2 separate regions of the Mus musculus genome follow, and region 2 is linked to region 1. Evidence: chromatin contacts called from public promoter capture Hi-C data. All regions are on one chromosome and are shown on one strand. The core of a region is the stretch at or near the end of the contact, and the rest is flanking DNA. Distances in the headings are between cores, read along the strand shown. Region 1 holds the start of P2ry10b (purinergic receptor P2Y, G-protein coupled 10B). Region 2 has its middle 17 kb from the start of Itm2a.

What was found. Promoter capture Hi-C pulls out the DNA fragments that hold promoters and counts their contacts.
Region 2: a contact with region 1 is called in a promoter capture Hi-C map of pre-B cells. The contact joins the enhancer-like site here to the promoter of P2ry10b in region 1. A contact is called at or near these places in 10 of 39 promoter capture datasets (the C10 cell line, the HPC-7 cell line, cranial neural crest and 5 more), 2 of 15 datasets of contacts at CTCF or cohesin (large pre-B cells and pro-B cells), 19 of 484 Hi-C or Micro-C datasets (the BV-2 cell line, the Ba/F3 cell line, the C10 cell line and 14 more), 6 of 115 datasets of contacts at active chromatin or transcription factors (acute myeloid leukemia, bone marrow-derived dendritic cells, embryonic limb bud and 3 more) and 1 of 9 other capture datasets (adipose tissue).

Annotation. Positions count from the first base shown.
Region 1 is chrX:107,146,320-107,153,279 of GRCm38.p6, reverse strand. P2ry10b (purinergic receptor P2Y, G-protein coupled 10B) reads right to left here and starts at 4,353. Exons shown (of 2, transcript NM_001122596.1): 1 at 4,133-4,353.
Region 2 is chrX:107,417,264-107,424,223 of GRCm38.p6, reverse strand. No RefSeq gene overlaps it. Among named protein-coding and RNA genes, the nearest start is that of Itm2a, 17 kb to the right of the region's middle. Within about 2 kb of position 2,748, at least 11 of the 459 cell types and tissues checked have an H3K27ac peak or open chromatin away from gene starts, as enhancers often do. A contact at or near this core is called in thymic regulatory T cells, where this site is marked.

The sequences.
Region 1 (6,960 bases), core at 3,104-5,603:
CAAAGAAGCAGGAGGAGGGGGTATGAGATAGGAGGGTTGTGGAGGAGAAACCAGGAAGAGGGATAACATTTGAAATGTAAATATATAAAATAACTAATAAAAACAGGAAAAGAAATGGGTTTCTAATTTGTTTTTGTGTTTGTTGTAAATATCATTCTCAGACTGGAGAAAGTTCAATTGCAAAAACTTCAGAAGCACCTCAAGCAACCATTGAACTGAATTTGCCATCAGACCTAGCTCGCATGTGAGAAACTCTGAATGTCAAGCCCAACCTTGAGTTCTCTGACTTACCCACAGAAATGCTTCTGTCTCCTTTCAGGCCAAAACCAACACACAGAAGCCATCCAGAAGAGGAACATTTGCACACTACTGGTAGGAATGTGAATCAGTACAGCCACTTTTGAAAACAAAATTCATTTTCCTCAAAACTTAAAATAAAAGTATACGATCCAGTTACTCTGATCTTGAGCATGTATCCAAATAATTGAAACCAGCATGTTGATATATCAATACTTCTATGCTTATTTCATTATTAGTCACAAATAGTCAAGATATGAAAGCAGTAAGTCTACAAGTAGAAAAATGAAAAATAGTGTGGCATATATACACAAGAAAATACTGTGTAATATTGAAAAAAATTATATTACATGCAACAAAATGGGTAGAAATGAAAGACAATGTACCAAGGAAAATATACCAGGTTTTAAAATGCCCCATAATCTCACTTATATGTGAAATTTAAAAAAAATTGATTTCTTAAAAACAGAGAATAGAAAATGACTGCCAGAGACTAGGGGGAGGAGAGAAAAAAAATGAAATGGTAATTAAAGTGTACAACGTTAGCCAGGCCTGGTTATGTATGCCTTTAATCATTGCACTCAGGAAGGAGGATCTCTGAGTTTTGAGGCCAGGTCTTCTACAGAGCAAGTTCCAAAACAACTAGGGCTTCAAGGAGAAGCCCTGTCTCAAGACACTAAAATTTCAAAAACAAAAAGTAAAAAGTTAAACCAGAAAATGTTATAACAATGAACTTCATTGCCTGGTGATCATAGTAAATAGCAACATATATGACAAGATTGCTAAAATAAATATTTTTACCCCAAGAAGGTAAGTCTGTGATCAGAAGGTCATATGGTAGCTCATAAACATACACCACTATTTGTCAATATAATATATATTTTAGGAGGAAAATAAATGATAGAAAATATATGTAAAGTGTAAAAATAAATTATGCTACATGCTTTATTTGTAATAAAGTTTAAGAAGTGGGATTGAAATTTCCAAACATAGAAAAGAAATTTTTACCCATGATTGACAGTGTCCACATTTATAGCTATGTTTAGCTGTTGTGATCTAAGTATGTATTTTAACTATGCTCTTGGTTAATAAGTAGGCAGGATGTGTGAAGTCAGAAAATGTCTCTTTATTCTATGCTGTAATGTCTCTCCTTTTGGCTCCCTTACCTTGTTTTCAATTACTTAGTATGTTTTAAAATGTAGACCTTCCTGGTTTGTAAAAAAAAAAATCTACCAACTACCAAAAAACTCAGCCTATAAACTCATTAGCTAATTTTTCACTAGCTTAACCTTTTGCCATGATTAGAATCACTTGTGTCTTAAGAAAGGAGAACTTTGAGAGACCATAAATAACTTCTGGATTAGCTTATTCATAGTGACATTTCTGGTTAAAGGCAGAGAGAAACACTTCCAGTTCAAAGTGTTGTCTTTTTTTTTTTCTTTCCCAGCCTCAGAATAATGTGCCTAGGCAGTTGCCAATTTGTAAGTCTAACTCTAGTGGTATATTATAATTTTATACCACTAGAAACTTCAGGCAAGTATTATTTTTCCAATCTTGAGCAATAAGTTTGACCAAGTGGAAAATGTCTCATGCTCTAGTGAATAATTTCTTTCTCAGCCTTCTAGGACACACACATTCACAGCTGCAGAAAGTAAGACATCAGCACAGAGTCAGCCAACAGAAACCTCTCCCTTCCCCTAGGGTTCTACAATTCAGCAAACATCTAGTCCCTACTAAGCTCCAACTTTGTGTTAAAAGTCTGCTGCTAGGGACACACGGATGATTAATTTCCTTCTTCCCTCATCTAGTCTCAAAAGCCACTTGAACAACTGATCTTTCTTCTCATTAAACTTCCTGGGTGGAGTGGGGGAAGGGGAAACTGTCTGGTGGCGAAAACTCCACCCAGAACTTTAAGTTTTCTGAGGACATCTTTTGTCACAACCCCACCAAAACTGTTTCTAAAGAGGGTCTGTCCAGGGAATGCTGCTGATTTCAGCCCTTCTTGAGGTTCCCAGAGCTTTGCAGCTTCTTAGCCTGCCTGGATTTCATATACTGGCCCCAGTATCAGTCACTTTGGAACAACTTTGCTATAGGAAAAAAGCCCCACCCATACTTGTGGTCAGGGAGATTAGGCAAAGCTTTCTCAATAGCAGACAGTATGGTGCCGCTTGGCAACCATAATATACACATAGTGCCATTCTGTGAGTCACGCTCATGTAGTCTACAGCTGTTAGTTTCATTTTGTTACTGGAAAAAAACAGTAGTACAATAAAGCATTTATCCTAAATTTTTACAGAAAAAAACTCCATTTGGACAATTTTTTAAAGGTGCTATTTACTATCTTCAACACTTCACTCTGGGGAAAATTAAATATGTACAAAATACACTGATTTCCTCATCTCAGGAGAAGGAAAATGTTGATGTAAATAGGTTTTATTTATATTTTCCTAATAAATACATTAAACATATTTTACTAAGGCTTACAATCTCACATAAAATCATGTAATTTTACACACGTGGATAATTTTACATATAGAAGGATCAAATTCCACATGTGAAATTAGCAGACTTTAAAAAGAACACGTTTTTTTAAAACCACAGAAGGAATTCCTTCTAAAAAAGACAGCAAAATGTTTGGAACGCCTTCTGAAAATGCTTCCCATGTTCTCAAATTAAAAATACATCCAAAGAAATGTTCATCGTAAGCTGAGAATCAGCCCCATTGAGACTCGACAGCTGTGCTAAGTTCTAGGGCTTGATGAAAATCCTTTTGTGCTATTTGAAGCCATCACATCCCACCGGAAAATGCATGCATGGAAAATGTCCCAATCTGAGAAAACATGTCAAGTCTCATCTTATGAAAAGATTAAGGCACTTAGATGCATTTACTACTTGAATGCTGCTTTAATTTGGTTGACACAAACCATGGGTTTAAAATTGTAAGTTTATTTTCTCCCGTTGGCTCACACTAACAAAAATGCATTTAATGAACCACAATCTCAATTTTAACACAGAATTGTTAGAAGCAATGTTTACTACAAGTCTGAACCCCTGGTTTTTGTCAGTGGCATGCTAAATTGTAGAGAAAGGAGCTTTCTATCTAGACAGCCACATTTCCTCTCAGAAAGCATGCAGCAGTTTCAGCGAACATTTTAACCACTTAAACTTATAAATAGATATTACCTCACTGAAGTCTCCATTCTTCATAACAATATATCCCCCCAAAGGTAAGATATTAGCAGACTCAGAATTAAGTTTTCAGTGGAAGCAGCAGAAAATCACACTGTCGTTTTCAATTCACAGAGGCTTTTTAGTTCTATTTTTGAATGTATGAAGAGAAAGCCAAGAACCTTACCCTTTCTACCCAGATATCCTGTAGTGAACTGCAGGCTTTTACAGCTAGAAGAGGAAGTAACGTAGTTTATTCAGCAAAACAGGAAAAAAAAACAAAATCGTTTACCTCTAATGGGAGGTAGAACTGTCTGTCAGCATCACTCAGTTGTTTGGGAAAGCCTTTGCCTCAGAGGATATTGTGGGCAAAGTAAATTCAAATTTTGGCTTTGATAAATTCAGAGTTTCCATGATTTGTACACTTCTTCAATCAGGAACAGAGTATCTGACTTTAATTTGCCACGTATTACAGTCGTTGTCTCAGTCTATTCTGAACATTTAAATTGTGGGCTATGCAAAAAGCCAGTTTAACTGTTAGAATTTTATTTACCATTGAAAAATCAATTCTTATGTTTATAAAATCCTAATTGCGTTTTTACAGAAAGCAGTAAGTATCAATTTTATATTGATTCCCCATTTTTTCCCATCATATTTAATTCCTTACCATGGCTTCTTTCTGCTGCAATCTTCCGGCATCTACTTCTTAGAGAAATCCATTCCCAGGACTCAGAAGGCTACTATCTAGCTAACTACACCACAGTTTCCTAAACTTATAAAAGATACTGTGCTTCTAGATATCATTACATCCCATGACTACAATGGCTAATGTTTCCATCTAAAGACATAAACGGTCATGTGCCTTTGCTATGGTACTTCGAAAGAGAATGTGTCAAGAATGCACTGAGCTTCCTGCTATGCACACGCCCAACTTATTCTATCATCATCTTTCTTCTTCCTTTTTTCCCCCCCTTTCTATGAGCATGCAGGCATATGTCTGAGTCACATATGATTTTCAGGCTGGCTATATGAGGTCAATATTTCCAAATTAGCTACATTTTGCCATATTGTCTGTTTTAGGAATTAAGCAATGGTAATAATAAAAACTTCTTTGGGAGTTAGGACAAATCTTATTGGTCACCCAAATGGAAGAATTTGAAATCACCAAAAAGGTGGTGATTAGTAAGGTCACATAAAAGAGATGACCTAATGTGTGATTTGTGGTCTTCTTTGAGGTTAAGAATTGTGTCTTCATATACTTAAACAATAGTAACACATTAAGTTCTTAAAATTATATTGTAAAGATATTATTAGGGTAGCTTTAAGCATATCTGGAGAAGAAGTGAAATGCCTGAAAAGCATTACAGTTTCTCAGAATGGATTGGTAAGGATCTCAAATACAACCTTTTAGGATTTTGTAATCTTATAGCCCCACTAAAATGGTTAGGTAGTAGTCACTTGCAGACTTTCATTTAAAAACATGAAGTAAAACAAAAGCAAAGCTTTGGAACTGAAAGTTCCTCCTTAGTGACCTTTGTTTTACTCTTTTAAAGTTTCAGTAACTAAGACACTATGAGGATCCCTGGAAATGTATTTTATTCTGTACCTTTCCCTTTTCATATAGCAGTTTCTATTTTCTTATATTATATCAGGAAAAGCAAATGAGGATGATGTTGCTATGAGGCATGAAGCCTCAAAAGGAAAAAAGAAGTAATTACCCTAAAAAGTAAAGCAAGCAAAGCCAGAATTAGTACCTGGATATCTTAGATTCTTTCCTATTGCTGTGATAAAATACCCACAAAAGCAACTTATGGGAGAAAGTTTTTGATCGGTTTTGTTTTGTCCTCACTCATAGTTTAATGTGCAATGCTCTAAGGCAAGGGAACCAAAGGGGCATAAGTTAGAAGTGACTGGTTATATTATATCCAAAATCAGCAATGGATGTGTGCCTTCCTCTGCACCTTTTCACCGTAATAAGCAAATTAGACTATTATCCTTTCATTCAAATGCACTCAGGGACTCAGAAGATAGGTAGCATGAGGCTAGATTTCTGACCAAATTACCACTCAAATTACCAGTACTTGAGAGATAAGAGTCCTTGTTCCCTGCCCCCCTTGAAACCTGATGAACCAGGCGACTGCTGGCTACATCTCTTAACAGGTTTTTTTTTTTTTCTTTCAAACTCCAATTGGAGGGACTCATTAGAGATTCTACCTCATACCAGTTAGAATAGCTAAGATTAAAACTCAGATGACAGCAGATGCTGGCGAGGATGTGGAGAAAGAGGAACACTCCTCCATTGTTGGTGGGATTGCAAGCTGGTATAACCACTCTGGAAATCACTCTGGCAGTTCCTCAGAAAATTGGACATAGTACTACCTGAAGACCCAGCTATACCACTCCTAGGCATATACCCAGAAGATGCTCCAATATGTAATAAGGACACGTGCTCCACTACATTCATAGCAGCCTTATTTATAATTTCCAGAACTAGAAAGGACCAACATGTCCCTCAACAGAGGAATGGATACAAAAAAAATGTGGTACATTTACACAATGGAGTACTACTCAACTATTAAAAACAATGAGTTCATGAAATTTTCAGGCAAATGGATGGAACTTGAAAATGCCATCCTGAGGGAAGTAACCCAGTCACAAAAGAACACACATGGTATGGTTTCACTGATAAGTTGATATTAGCCCCAAAGCTCAGAATACCCAAGATACAATTCACAGACCACATGAAGCTCAAGAAGAAGGAAGACCAAAGTTTAGGTGCTTCAGTCCTCCTTAGAAAGGGGAACAAAATGCCCATGGGAAGAGTTACAGACACAAAGTGTGGAGCAGAGACTGAAGGAATGACCATCCAGAGACTGTCCCATCTGGGATTCCATCCCATATACAGTCACCAAACCCAGACATTATTGTGGATGCCAAGAAGTGCTTGCTGACAGGAGCCTGATATAGCTGTCTCCTGAGAGGTTCTGCCAAATACAATGGTTGGCTAAGAGCCTGACAAATACAGAGGTGGATGCTCTCAGGCAACCATTGGAGCAAGAGATCACCAATGGAGGTTGGATAGAAGCAGGGGGAGGGAAAGGGTTAAGGGTTTTCTGGAGGGGGACCATGAAAGGGGATAACATTTGAAATGGAAATAAAGAAGATGTCCAATAAAAAATTAAAAAGGAAAAACTATATCTAAGACATTCAAGTGTCAAAAATTACAAATTCTTCCATGTCCCAGCAACAAACAAATTCCACAGACCCAAGAAGTATTACAAGGTCGTTTTTGTGGTCCACAAGCTTTACTGTTCAGTAGGGCTACTGATTGCTTTTCTCCTAAAGCAGTTTGAGTAGGACCTTTCAATATTGTGTGAAAAGGTAAGTGAAGAAGAGGCTCCCAGGTCAGTTCTAACACAAGAATTTCTAAACTTTGTATCCAAAGTTTGAGGTGTCTTGAGCAACATGGTTTTACCTTTATGTTCTAGGAAGCAA
Region 2 (6,960 bases), core at 1,499-3,998, 270 kb before region 1:
TATCTATCTATCTATCTATCTATCTATCTATCTATCTATCTATCTACAATGCTGATATCTCCCATATGCCTTTGTCTGATTGACCTTATGTGTGTTAAAGTTTTACAAAGAAAAAGGGCTCACAAAATCAGTTGTTTCACACCTTATTTCTTTCCATGATTTCATTACAAGAGTCTTATTATTTAGCTATATACTTGACAAGATTTCAATTTGTAATACACCTTTAATTTTAGTGAGAATTCTAGAGAACTGATGGAGTTGAACATTTTTTGTGTTAATATTGATCCCATATTTGGAAAGATTTGAGAATTCACAGCCCATAATTCATAATAAATTAAAAGCATCAATTTTTTACACTCCAGATTTTATTGCCCCTTCCTGTCCATGCTCAAACTGTTCCATATCCCATACCTCCTCTCCACCCCCTGTCTCCATGTGGATGTCCCCACCCTCCACCCCACCAAACCTCTAAACTCCCTGGGGCCTCCAGTCTCTTGAGGGTTAGGTGCTTCATCTCTGAATGAACACAGACCTGGATGCCCTCTCTTCTATATGTGTTGGGGGGCCTCATATCAGCTAGTTTATGCTGCCTGGTTGATAGGCCAGTGTTTGAGAGATCTCAGGGGTTCAGGTTAATTGAGACTGTTGTTTCTCCTAGAGGTCGCCCTCCTCCTCAGCTTCTTTCTGCATTTTCCTAATTCAACCACAGGAGTCAGCTGCTTCTGTCCACTGGTTGGGTGCAAATATCTGCATCTGACTCATCAGCTGCTTATTGGGTCTTCCAGAATGTGGTCATGCTAGGTCCCTTTTTGTGAGCACTCAATAGCCTCAGTAATAGTGTCACACCTTGAAACCTCCACCCTAAGCAGGATCCGACTTTGGGCCTGTTGTTAGACCTTCTTTTCCTCAGGATCCTCTGCATTACCATCCTTGTAGCTCATTCAGACAGGAACAATTAATTATAGGTCAGAGTTTTGACTGTGGGATGGCAACCCCCCCCCCCCCGCTCTCATTTAATGCCCTGTCTTCCTGCCGGGGGTGGACTCTATAAGTTCCCTCTACCTACTGTTGAGCATTTCATCTAAGGTCCCTCCCTTTGAATTCTAAGAGTCTCTCACCACCCAGGTCTCTTGTACATTTTTGGAGGGTCCCCCAAACCTCCTACCTGAGGTTGCCTGTTTCCATTCTTTCCGCTGGCCCTCAGGACTTCAGTCCTTTTCCCTCACCCAGTACTAGATCAGGTTCACCTCTCCCTTCCCCCCATCCAGTTTCCCTCCCAGGTCTCCCCCTCCCTCCCCACTTGTGAATGCTTTCTTCTCCCTCCCAAGTGGGACTGAGGCATCCTCACTTGGGCCCTTCAGCTTGTTGACCCTTTTGAGTTCTGTGGACTGTATCTTAGGTCTTCTTCTTCTTCTTCTTCTTCTTCTTCTTCTTCTTCTTCTTCTTCTTCTTCTTCTTCTTCTTCTTCTTCTTCTTCGGCTAATATCCACTTATTAGTGAGTAGATACAGTGTATGTCCTTTTGGGTCTGAGTTACCTCAGTCAGGATATTTCCTAGTTCCATCCATTTGCCTGCACAAGCGTCAATTAAACTTGGCATCTAATAATTTGATTATGATGACAAAGTAAGTGTAAGCCATAATTAGAGTGATGAGCAAATATATTCCATTTGTTACCAAAACTAAAGATTTTAACTTTTGAGTAACTATCTGATAGTGTTCATGGGTTCCAAACAGTTAATTGTCTTTTTCTCTGGATGATTCTTATTTTTAAAAACATGTCCACCAAGGTTTATCAATAATTTTAAAATTTATAGGCATTTTTTATAATTCATATTCAAAGAAATTTTTATTTAAAGATAATTTCTATCCAAGGCAAATGGTAAATGCAGATATGAATACAAATGAAATTGGCTACAAGTTGAAAACTCTAGCTTCCTGAACTATAGGAAGGGTAAAGAGGAACAAATCAAAACAAAAATAATTGGTTTATCTGGGCAGTATTGTTAAACAATGAGTGAGAACTGTGAGTATATTATCTTATATATAAATGTCAATTTAGCATAAAATTGAAACAGTGAAAGAATGCAATTTCTATTAAAGATCATTAGCATATACTTTATTTCGCAGCAGGGAGGAAAGTAAAGCAAAAGTAAAGTAAAATCCAATGTGATATGGGAATGTTAATTTATATAAATTTTCCATTTAGAGTAATTATTAGGCATAAGTGAGCAAATATTACTTTTGTACTTCCTGCTCCATTGTGCCCTGATCCAGAAGTGTGACAATTCGTCAGTATGGTACACATGAAGGTAAGACCTCTCAATGGTCTTCCAATTCATTTACTTAAAGCTTGATCATAATATATATGAAATTATCATTGCTTTGTGGAATTTAATCTACTCAACGATCCAATTTGTTCTATAAAATATAATAGACATAAAGTTAAGTCACATTGGATTTGTTTGAAATATACCTGTCAGAGCATTAGTCAAATACAGCACTACTCTTTGTAATTAAAAGTAAAATCTTTGACAGGTTGACTTTGAAGTTAGTCACATTCACAGCTCTTTCTTAGATACTTGCTTTCTTTTGATTTTACACATTGCATTTGCTTTTGTTCTGTTATCTACCACTATCTCTGTACAGAAAACTGTAAAACCGGAGGACAGATTTAAGATATATTTCAAGTATACCTACTGCATACCAAATTAGCATCAAGTTTTCTCAAGTTTCCAGGTGTCTTAGCCAGCCACGCATGTAAGTCATTTCCTCTTAAGATTTTCATTGAATGTTCTCACTACTTCCTGTACACAACCCACAACTAAAAAAGAAAAATCAAAAAAACATAGAAACATACATATGCATCATCATGTCACAAAACATACTCTGTATTGAAATTTTATACAACACCTATCTACAATTCAACAAATTATTTTGAAAAGTAACATGAAGTTCTATGAATTTACAAATTCCAGTTTTTGGTCAGTCTGAATTTTAGGCCAAATATATGCTCAAATTGAGTATGTGCATATATTCAAATGTATTCACATACATTTGTTAATTATCTTACACCACCAACAAACACATCAAATATACATAAATAGTAAAACCATTGAAATCTACATATTTTATCAACCATCTAAAAAAATACCAACTTAGGGATTAGTGCTGAAATTAGACTATGTGAACTTGACAGCAACTCTCGTCTGTGATGCATTTCTCCTAGATAACGACCCACTTAGAGACGAAATAGCCTCTTCTACCTCCCCATTCTATCCTTTAAAACATCCTTTATTTTTTATCATATTAACATAAAAACTGACTCAGTATTATGCAATTGTTTGGGACTTGCTGGGTGTTGTTGTTTCTTTAAAGTAAGCCTCATGACATAGGCTTGTACTATATCTTTCTTTAAAGCATTTGGAGAACAATAAAAGTCATTTAATATAATACTCTCTTTAACTGTGTGTGTGTGTGTGTGTGTGTGTGTGTGTGCGCTCACACACATGTGAGTGTGGAAAACAAAGGACAACTTCAGGTATTAGTATTCAGATGATGTCCATCTTTTTGCTTGAGGGAGGATCACATATGAACTGGGCTTTTGCTATTTTGTCCAGGATTGCTGGCCCTGTAATTCCCAAATTAAGAGGCATGTATGTATGTATGGCTTCTACATATGTACATACATCTGTAAAGTCCAAACTCATATCTTCATATTTAAGAAGTAAATGCACTACCTATTGAGCCTCCTTCCTAGAACTCCTGCACAATTTTTAACTTTCAATTGTTGGGAAACAAAAGAAATAAACCTAAAAAGTCACTAATGGTTTTCTAAAATTGAGTGACAGAGAAATTCATGGAGTCTCACTCTCCTCATAAAAAGTATAATAGGTTTCACAAAAGTAGATATGTAGTATCTGAATAAGTTGACTATATCCAGCAGAGGGAAAAAAAAAGGTCAGTTAATTCTTGGTTCTTGTCCTTTCCATTTTGTGATTCAATTGCTTCTCTTGGAATCAAATCAAGGAATAATATTTGTATTCCAATGTTCCTGTGGCTAAGTCTACCCAAAGGAATGTAGAGAACTGAAGACTCTCTAGATAATTGGAAACAGTCTTGTTACTGTAAGACCACATAACCTTTTTCATCACTATAGGGCTAATATTTGCCCTTATCACATGAAATTGCAAATAAGTGACTTGAGTACTCCCTCTCTAGTATATACTCCCATGAAAAATGAATATTTTGCTATAATTTTGCTCGCATCATCTCTATAGCAACAGGCTACTGGATATAGCTCATTTTTTATTTTTTTACCTATTAATTTTAAATACTTGGAAATTAATTTTAACATTTCATATTAAAATAAAAAGTACAGAAATGTCTTTGATATTTCTGTATTCAATGTATATAGACTCATGACAGACTGCATACACTTTATACGTCCAAATGAATCATAGTTCTTCTCCATAATTACTCTTGGGTACCGTATTATATATTTTTGGAGTACACATTCTTCTGGGATTGCCTGAGTAAAACATATCTGATGTGATCTGATCTGTAGGTCAAATGCTCAAACATAGTACAGACAACTCTAAATACATAACAGTTAATCAGGGATATGATGAGTGAATAAGAAGGACAGTCAAACTTGCTGATCATAGTCAAAGGCAAATGCTATTATAAACAAATGAACTCATTGCCTTACATGAGTCTGAGTATATACTCAAGACTAGGTAGCCAGAAATTCATGGCATCACTGTGAGCAGAGGTAATGTGGATGAAAGGAGAGACTATGAATGCGCACACGCACACACACACACGCACATACACACACACACACATACCAGTTAATGTGTTTTCTGAAACAATTCTAAAATCTACTTCCTGTCTACCAGTGTGGATGATGGTGTGGCTTAAAGAAATAATGCAGATCTGTAGTTGTTTCCACACCCAGAAGAGGAATGGAGGATTTGTTTTATTCATTTCTACTGCATCTGCTTTGCCGTGAGAGTTATACAATATGCTGTACAATATTTCTGCTAAAAAAAACTAGCATCGCATGCCTTTGAAATGTTGTTTTATATTTTGTTCACATACAATAACATTTAGCTCTTAATGGGTTATAACTTGGTGACTTTTAGTCTATTCAAGTGGTTATGCATCTATTACCACTTTCTAATCCCAGAATATATTCATCTTCCTTAAAGGAAATGCCACATTACACAGCAGTTAATCGCCATCATTCCTTCACTTCTGCTTTCGATACTCATTATTCTACTTTTTAATTCTATTTGCCTTATTCTTTATATTTATATTACTCATGATGCTATCACATATAAGGTGGGATCAATTGTTACCTTATAATACAGTTTCATCTCACATTGTAGCCTGTGGAAATATTCCATTCTTTTTGGGGGGAGCTAAACAGTCTTCTTTTTATGTATATTCAAATACAATGTACCACATTTTGTTTATTTACTTCTCAGGTTATGGACATGTGAGTTAGTTCTAACCTTTGACTATGTTTATGAATAAAGTTGCTATGACTATTTGTGTATAAGCTTTTATATTCCAGTGACATTTTGATAGTATATTGTTGAAAATAAAAAGTTTAAATACATGGTAATTTTTCACTTAAAAAGATCCTTAATATCAATTGTATCCCTTGATATGGGAAGCAATGCTGTTACTATACAAGATGAAAAAATACTAAGACGCCTACCAAAAGTTTCATTGCGGGGTGTTTAAAACATGGATAGATAAAACTATGGCTCCCTATTTTTTTCTCACTTGAAACATCCAACCATCAATCCCAAATACTATATATATATATATATATATATATATATATATATATATATATTCTATTGATATTTTCCTTATATCAACAGTAGATGTCATCAATGTTGTGACCCTCTGAAAATTTGTCCTATTGAAGGTATTCAGTCTTGTAACTTTGAAAAATCGAACTTCTTTGAGATAGTCTTATAAGTTCATTTACACAGAGTGAAAAGATGATCAAGGCACATGATGACTTCATAGAGAAATAAACATAATTCATGAATTAGGATGACATTCAAGTGGTAAATATTTTTAAAATGTTTAAGAACTCCAAACTACAGTCACAAAAAGGCAATCCATGTTCACTATTGATGTATTCAGTCTGTGGTAGCTGTAACATGGAAAGAGAAAGGATTGAATTTTATTCATTTGGTTAAATGGTCATGATTTTGAAACCAATGGTATTGTCCTCTTCATTACAATGACATTGTGTCCCATATAGTTTAGTTTAGTGATTGTAAGTGATTCTTAAGAGCTTTTCTATCTATATGCCAATGTTATACTATCTTTTATGATAGATTATCTCTTTCTGGGATTATAAATATTTTCTGGAAAATTATCAGCCCTTTGAGGGAGTTTCAAACAATAAGTCACCACAGGGAACAGGAGTAGATGTTAAAGAATTTACTGTTAATTCAGATACTAACAATAGTCACGTGGAAGAAAGTTCTTTGTTTGGGAGAAACACAACAGCAGAAGGGGAAAGGTCATTGAGCCTAGTAAAATAGAAACTTTATCTGAGTGCAGTCAAATCAGACAAGACAAAAATGTGCAGTTTGTCTGATTTGTTATGGCTCATCAACATAGTCACGGCACACAGCAGGAACCAGGAAATCCAGTCCCTACCTCACTTGCTCTACAGAAAATAGCAAGTGATTCCGTTGGGCCAGCTCTATGTGCAGCAGCTGCCAGATCCTTTCTTTTGAGAAAGGATGAAAAGGATACCCTGGCAGCCTTGAGGTCCCAAATGTGGGGCTTAGCTGTATAGGAGATCAGCATAACAAATTATTCTCAGGGCATAGAGAGTGAGTGGAAAATGATTTTTCAAAAGAAATAGCACTTATGGAAGTGTTGAAAAGTGAACTCGTTCTTATGTTGAAATTTTACCACAGATT